2 separate regions of the Mus musculus genome follow, and region 2 is linked to region 1. Evidence: chromatin contacts called from public Hi-C data. All regions are on one chromosome and are shown on one strand. The core of a region is the stretch at or near the end of the contact, and the rest is flanking DNA. Distances in the headings are between cores, read along the strand shown. Region 1 overlaps Slc16a7 (solute carrier family 16 (monocarboxylic acid transporters), member 7). Region 2 has its middle 38 kb from the start of Slc16a7.

Region 1 (3,656 bases), core at 711-3,210:
CAACATCTCAGACTCGCGATAAGAATAGGGTTGAGGTTTCCTAGTAGCAAAACATTTTCTCCTGACATAAAAACTGCGCTCTGAGGTGCAAGTTAAATATGCCTCAAATCAAACTGACTCCTTAGGAGACCAGTAGTAGCGTGCTATTTATACCATCGCTGCTTCCATACTGAATCACAAAGCACAAAGGGGGTGTGCGGATTCTATTCATGAGCTATGAAAAACAATTTTGCCTTCATCTACTGTTTCATGTTTTAAATTCTTTTGAAGATGATTTAGTTACACGGCAACTGTATTGGACTGTATAGGTGCTGACACAGAAAGGGAAGTTTCCAGTTGCATTTTAAGAAACTAGAGGACTATTCAGGATTGTATGCAATTGTGGTAGTATTTGAAGATTTGAAAAACGTTTTAAGATTATAAACATCATGAAACATGGATTATTCTGTTTTCACCATTGGATTCTTGACATATGGGAATAAGGTTTAGCTACAAAAAAAAAGAGGACTTGTGAATGATATAAGTTAGCAAGTCTACAATGCCAGGTATCTTTAAGAAAGTTTAGGTATATTTCTGGCTCTAATTGAGCCTCTGATATTCTGTTCATTACCTCTACATCCAGAAAGTCAGACTTGAATTCAGATAAACAAAAACAGTAATACACTGAGGGAACATGTCTACCATTTAAGTATGTCTGAACACCTGTCAGAACCCATGTTGAGTCTTTCTTGGGTTGGCAACTACGGAATATTTGTTCATACATGAATAACCTTTTGTTTTTGTGGTATTGTAAAAGTCACCTTTTATGTTCACTCTTACACAATAATACACCCCCATTTGTAAAATTGGTATTGGCAAGAGGAGGGTACAGAGCCTGGAGTGGCTAAGTCTAAAGGCTAACTGTATCTAGTTCAGGCACAAAATTGATTTAATAGAGTGAGCGAGGCGATCAGTTGTCCATAAAGGTCAATAAGAAATGTTACCTCAGCTCTTCTGAAGGCCCTGATACAGTGGTAGAAAAGCAAGCATCCAAAGGTTTCAGAAAAATTAATGAATGAACAAAGAAAGGAATCAAACTCAGGGTAGAGTTTAATATCTAAGACAGGATTCCCCAGTCCAGAATCAGAAGTAAGGTTTTGGTCATGCAGGGCCGTCCTCTGTTCTTTGCCTTCTTGGTCATGCAGGGCCGTCCTCTGTCCTTTGCCTTCTTGTGCTTGTTTTGGGTTCATTAATTTAAAAACTTCTCATGGAGATTCAGGAAAAATTACATTTCACAACACAGACATAAAATATGTTAAGTACATTACAGGATAAAGAGGACTCTCTTTTCTTTCTTCATCTTCTTCCTTCCTTCCTTCTCTTCCTTCTTCTTCCTCCTCCTTCTCCTCCTCCTTCTCTTCCTCTCTCTTCTTCTCCTTGTTCTCTCCTCTCCCCCCTCTTCCCTCTCTCTCTGTTTGTACTATTAGAACCCACTTATAGTGTTTGAAGACTTCCTTCCTTCTTTTCATTTTCTATTTCTTCACACAGCCTGTAGTACATGGCATCCCAACATTTTTGCTGATATAAATACCACTTAATTCCCTGCTTTATAATGAACAAAACTGATTCTGAGTTCACGACTTGGCTGCAATCACGTACCTCTTACTGGTAGAGTTTAGGTTTCACCTCTAACTTTTTCTTCTGGATAATTTCGTGCTCTGAAATGCTATGGTAGCATGAAACAATGCTTGCTTATATTTTATAAAAGCACTCAGCCATTTCCAGAGTACTTTCCCTTTGTGGTGTGGGTCATATGACTTTTCATGAAGGAGCCAAGAGTGACATGAGTAAACATTTTTCAGACGAAGGAGTCGGGTTCTGACAGTTGTGCTTGCTTGCCTAAGAATCACATGGTCACCACACAAAGAAATAAAGATTAGAGTTCAGTCTGTGTACTTCTGATCCACAGCGCTTCAGAACACCGTGAACTCCATGATGGGGAAAAGCAAACATTACACATTTATCCAGAACTCTCTCCTTCTACCCCCACACTTAGAAGCAATGACAAGCAAGGTTGCCAGGCTAGCTTTTCTACAGCGGGTCCTGTGATCTCTGCCAGTCTTTTAACCTTTCGAAGTTCAGTTTTGCTTTTTAGAGAAGAATGACTCTGACCTTCTCATACTCATCGGCTATTTCAAACGCCACAGGATCAAAGCCTGAGGACGGATGTTACACAGTTAACATGTCTACAAATGGAATGTCTCACTGTTTTCTGCTACTTAGCTTGCAGAAAGGTGAAAGTCTTAGTGCAGTCTGTTTTGATTCCTAAGTTGAATATATATATGAATACAATGTATAGATTTAGAATAGTAGGGGGATGGATCACAACTTAACATGAAGAACTAATCAATTCGGAGAGTGCCAGTGAGGATGTTGTCCACTGGACTCATTCTTGAAGACATTTAATATGTTAAAGAACATAGGGACTATTGATCCTTTGCACACGTGTGGAAATGTTGGGTGAATACACACTGTTGTACAATAGCTGTCAAAGCAGTGTAAGAGCCCGAAACTTCTTTGAAGTGACTAAGAAAATCATAATTTAGTGAGATAGAATAGAATGAGACAACTCCAACGTGGAAAATAAGTATATTTCAGGAGAGAGATGCTGGCTTTACTAATGCCAGTTGGGATCTAACTATCTCTCAAAATTAGTTAGAAAAAGAAAAAAAATACATGGGTTTTGCTCAGATGGTGTGACTGCCTACCTGAATGTCCTTAACCATTAATGTGATGACTCTATTACTATATTGCTTTGTTTTATGCGTATTCAGGTGCAGCTGCATTTAATGTATGCCCATATCACAACACCGCTCCTGATATTTACAATGCGTTGAGATAGTGTATTACTGGGAGGAAACTTTGAAACTCCAGCAGTTCACCATTTTCAGCACTCTGCTTCTTGGCTACTTTTACTTTGATATCAGACATGGGACTCTCTGTGAAAGAGCATTAGAGAGGGGTAAGTGCTCAGCGTGGGAAGGCGGTGCTGATGGCAGCGCACTTACACAAGCTACCAGGGGTTGCTGTTGCCTTTAGCACTAGGGATTGCACAAACTCTGACAGGAGTGAGAAAGTGTGGCAGCAGGAAGTGAAAGGGAAGGCCAGCAGGATTTCCTGAAGCACTGACTGACGGGCTCCTGTTTTGAAATTGCAAGCCAAGATTCCCAGTAAGTAGCAAGGTCATAGTGAGACTCCAAGCAGAACTGAACAACCATTTGCAGAAATAGCAGCTTAGTGCCATCTGAACGAAAGTGCTTTTCTATACTTTGAAAGGATGGTCTCCCTCCTATAGCTCCTTTTACTTTAGACAACTGGATGGCTTCACGCAGGTGTCAAACCCAGTAAACTCTCAATGGTCCTCACGGGGCTATTTGAATGCTGGGTGTAACTTTTCCTGAACTGTCAATCTGCATTCCGCTGCCTACTTTTAAAATCCAGTTTTAAGTGACAAATTACTTTGATTTGAGATGCATATTAACAAAGATGATCTGTTTACACGGAGACGATTCATTTCCTCTTATATAACGGTTATGAAAGCACAAAAGGCTGTGCTTAGTCAAGTGTTTTATTGGACTTCCATGGAGAGTCAAGAGTGTACTGGTATTGCCATCCAC
Region 2 (3,656 bases), core at 298-2,797, 76 kb after region 1:
TTCACCACCCCCAAATACTCTCATAATTAATGATGGCAATCAATACTCACAGACTGCAATCAGTAACTTCATCAAAAAAAAATATATCATGACCTCTGCCTGTCGCTATTCTCTTCTTTCTAAAATAATTCATTTCCAGCTTGAACTTCATGGCGACTTTGACTACCTCTGTTACTGAAGCCTTCAACATTGATACCGTACGTCTAATCTATAGATTCCTGCTGTTGATACAGTCTTTAATGTCTCTTCTATCAATCTCATTCTAGGATCTCCTTGATATTGGCTAGGTCCTTGACACTTCTTCCAAATTAATAGCCAACTCCCAGTCTCTTGCCTTCTCTTCTCCACACATTCAGGAATTTAACAGAAAACTCAGCATAATTCCAATTTTGGTGCCAACCAATTGAACACAAGGTCCTTTTGCTCTGTCTAAATAGGAATAGTGGATATGTAGGAACTGCCAGCAATCCCAGGCTTACAATGCCCAAGGTCTAAGCACAGGACTTGTAGAGTCACAAGCTCAAAGTTCTAATCTATGAGTTAGGAACCCCTTTGCTCTAGATTTTAAAAGCCAGAGACTAATGGTTCATGACACTTATATTGGGAGCTCCCAGACTGGGCTTGAACCATGGGCAGTCCTAGCATGTAGAAGGCATTGCAATTCCAGGTTTCTAGCAGTAGTGAGGAGCTGCAGCAGGTCCCAGCAACCAAGAGCAGGCAGTGGCTGCTTGTTTCACAACTCTTAAATAGACCTTGCATGCTGACAGACTCTTGGACCACTCAGCTCCACGGTATAAATGTTAAGCTTCCAGTGGGCACTGTTTCAGCCCTTGGACATGAGATATCTGAGAGCCTTGTTCTTTAAAGTCCTGGCAGCTTCCTGGAACTCTTTCCATCACCAGACTCTGTAGTTTCTCATAGCTGGGCATAATCCTCTGGCTTTCTACTGTCTGTGTTGGATGTCATTTTTGCCCTGGTCCCTCCCTCAAGGTCTTCAGATGCCCTCCCTTTACTAGTACCAGCAAAGCTGATTCTACCTCCACCATGCTACCGTTCTAAAGCCACTCCATCATTTTATCTTTGTCACCGACTCACCCCCACTCTACTAATCACAAATACCAAAGCAGGAAACAAAGGATCATGGAGACAGCATCGCTTTGCTTCTACTAAATGCCCTAATTTCACCCCACACCTCTTTCATGTTATCTCACAGCTTTGAGTCTTCTCCATCTTAGTGTGTGAGGTCCAATTTAAAAGAGACAATAAATGTCCATTTTTTTTCAAGTAAGTGGGCTCCTATCTATTCCTTAAAGCAAAGTTTGAAGTTTCCCTCCTATGAGCATGGCACTCCAGAGTGGCTTTTAAAAGGAGGATTGGGAGACTTACTCAGCGGATAAGAACTTTGCAGGGAAGGCAATGAGAGGGAAGCCTCACGCTAAAGTTGCAAATACCCCAGCTGTGAATGTGATCAAACACAGCCGCCTGAACTGGCTCTAAATGCTATGAGGTTTTACATAATTTCTTATCTTTTGTAGCTCAACTACAAAGTTCTCAAATGTGAACTCAAATGGTACTGTTGACTCCCAGGGTTAAAGGTTGAGCATGCCTGACAGAGTCCATAAAGGACGTTGGCTTTAATTCTTCCTTTCCTTTCCTTTCCTTTCACACATATTTACACGCTATGAAAGCATATTAGCTGTTCCATGATGGCCCAGAAACTCAGTCTCAGGCTTTTGAAGTTCACCATTGACCATAAGTATATCTACCTGTTGGGAAATTGCTGGGTTCTGTTGCCTATGAAGATATTTTAGACAAGAAAGGAGTCAAAAAGTCAAACTACGCCTGGCATGTATCTAGGTGAAAGTAGATAAGCATCACACAAACAGGCCATTGTGTCTTCTACAGTCCCAATATTTCTTAAAAACTAGGTATTTATATTATAAAACAAGCCTTAAAAGGCCAGTTTCTCGGTGTTAAAAACTGATAAAAATTCACATTTTGCTGTTTTCTTTGGTGTGTGTGTGCAGTTTTTGTTTGTCTTAAAAGAAATATTTTCCTATCTTAGTAAAAATTTTATGTCAAATATCAATATCCGAAGGTCAGTATTCCTACTTAGGTAATGCTCTACTCATATTTTCAGCATAATATCCCTTCATGAATTGAATTGGGAGGCATGTTGCTCTCTAAAAGGTAGTAGAGGCGTCATCACTGTGGATATTCATCCTTCTTTGAGAGCTGATGTAGGTCATCTTGATAACTGCACTGTCTGCATCTCTCGCTGGAGTAGCTATGACATTTATTCAGCTTTCAAAGACTGTTTTGATGTCACACTTTTCTCTAACAATTCTAAATTTCACCACAAACCCATCTGCACAGTGAAAAGGCTGTCGAGAGGCTGATGCGTTCGAATTTCTGGGCTTGATTACACTTGTGCAGTACCACTTCGCTAAAGCTATTTTAAGCATCCTCTTAGGTTACAGTAAGTTACATTGTAAATCTAATTACTCTTAGCCACAGTGAAGAAAGCACCTGAGAATGTTTCTCTGTAATCTACTTAAGGAATGATGCTACTGTTTTCCTTAAAGCACTCACTAACATTGTTAATACATGACTATCTATATCTCTAATTCCATATTTTTCAGTACACACACATGCACACATACATGTACACATGCATATACACACATACATATGTATAAACACATACATACACAAACATATCCATAGACATACACACACTCACACATGTGCACACACACACACACACACACACACACACACACACACGAGTCACATGGATATGTTATAGCCATAATACCTCTCACAGTGTCCAGAATTTCAATGGTGAAAAAGGAACAAAGGGCGTAAACAGAAATAAGTTGACACATATTTAAATAATTTTAACCTCCAGCAGAAAACTAGCACGCACTCATAGAGACTCAGAGTCATGGTACAGTGAAGCTCAGGTTTCCTATTCAATTAGAATAAATTTAATGCCAGGTTTGATATTTAAAGTTCTTTGACAAAAAAAAAAAAAGGTAGATTGAACTTTCTAGCCCTCTGTTTCCTCATCTGTATGATGTGAATAATTACATTGCTATAAATAAAGGTATTGCACACAAGAGCATGCAGCATGGCCTATGGCAGGGAGCAGGATCTACAGAAGAGAGGCAACATCACTCATTTATATGTATGTCACATTCTAGTGAATTATATTAATCTATGTTATCCATTGAAAACTTGACAATGCAAACCTATTTTGAACATATATGGGCACTGATGACTCATCAATAATTCACAATAGCTAAATAAATCTCTTAACTTCTTCGTGCCTATTTTTCCAATTATTACCAGCTCTCACCACAAATTCCTTTCAATTAAATTCTGGCATCCTTTACTGTGCCCATTGTGTCCACATCATTCAAAGCATGCTGGGAGCTGTCTGATTCGATCCCTGTAACCACAGCCCTAATTCACTGATGTGCCAGTTCTCTGAAGCACACTCCATGTTTTTCCTCAGCTCCCTTTCAGATACTCCCGGACTCAGCAACTTTGCACTTGTTCAAGGAGTCACCCTTGAGCTGTGATTTCTCTCCTGGGCTACCCCTGCCCTCTGAACAAAGAATCACACTTGGTTTTAATCCATTATATTTTTT

What was found. Hi-C and Micro-C count contacts between places; a contact is called where the count stands out from the background.
Region 2: a contact with region 1 is called in a Hi-C map of liver, with 2.0 times the contacts expected there. The contact joins two enhancer-like sites. A contact is called at or near these places in 3 of 484 Hi-C or Micro-C datasets (liver, nephron progenitors and uterus) and 1 of 9 other capture datasets (liver).

The regions. Positions count from the first base shown.
Region 1 is chr10:125,268,556-125,272,211 of GRCm38.p6, forward strand. All of the region lies in intron 3 of Slc16a7 (solute carrier family 16 (monocarboxylic acid transporters), member 7), which reads right to left. Among named protein-coding and RNA genes, the nearest start is that of Slc16a7, 38 kb to the right of the region's middle. Within about 2 kb of position 1,961, at least 22 of the 459 cell types and tissues checked have an H3K27ac peak or open chromatin away from gene starts, as enhancers often do. A contact at or near this core is called in liver, where this site is marked.
Region 2 is chr10:125,344,969-125,348,624 of GRCm38.p6, forward strand. It overlaps a transcript of Slc16a7 not described here. Among named protein-coding and RNA genes, the nearest start is that of Slc16a7, 38 kb to the left of the region's middle. Within about 2 kb of position 1,548, at least 4 of the 459 cell types and tissues checked have an H3K27ac peak or open chromatin away from gene starts, as enhancers often do. A contact at or near this core is called in liver, where this site is marked.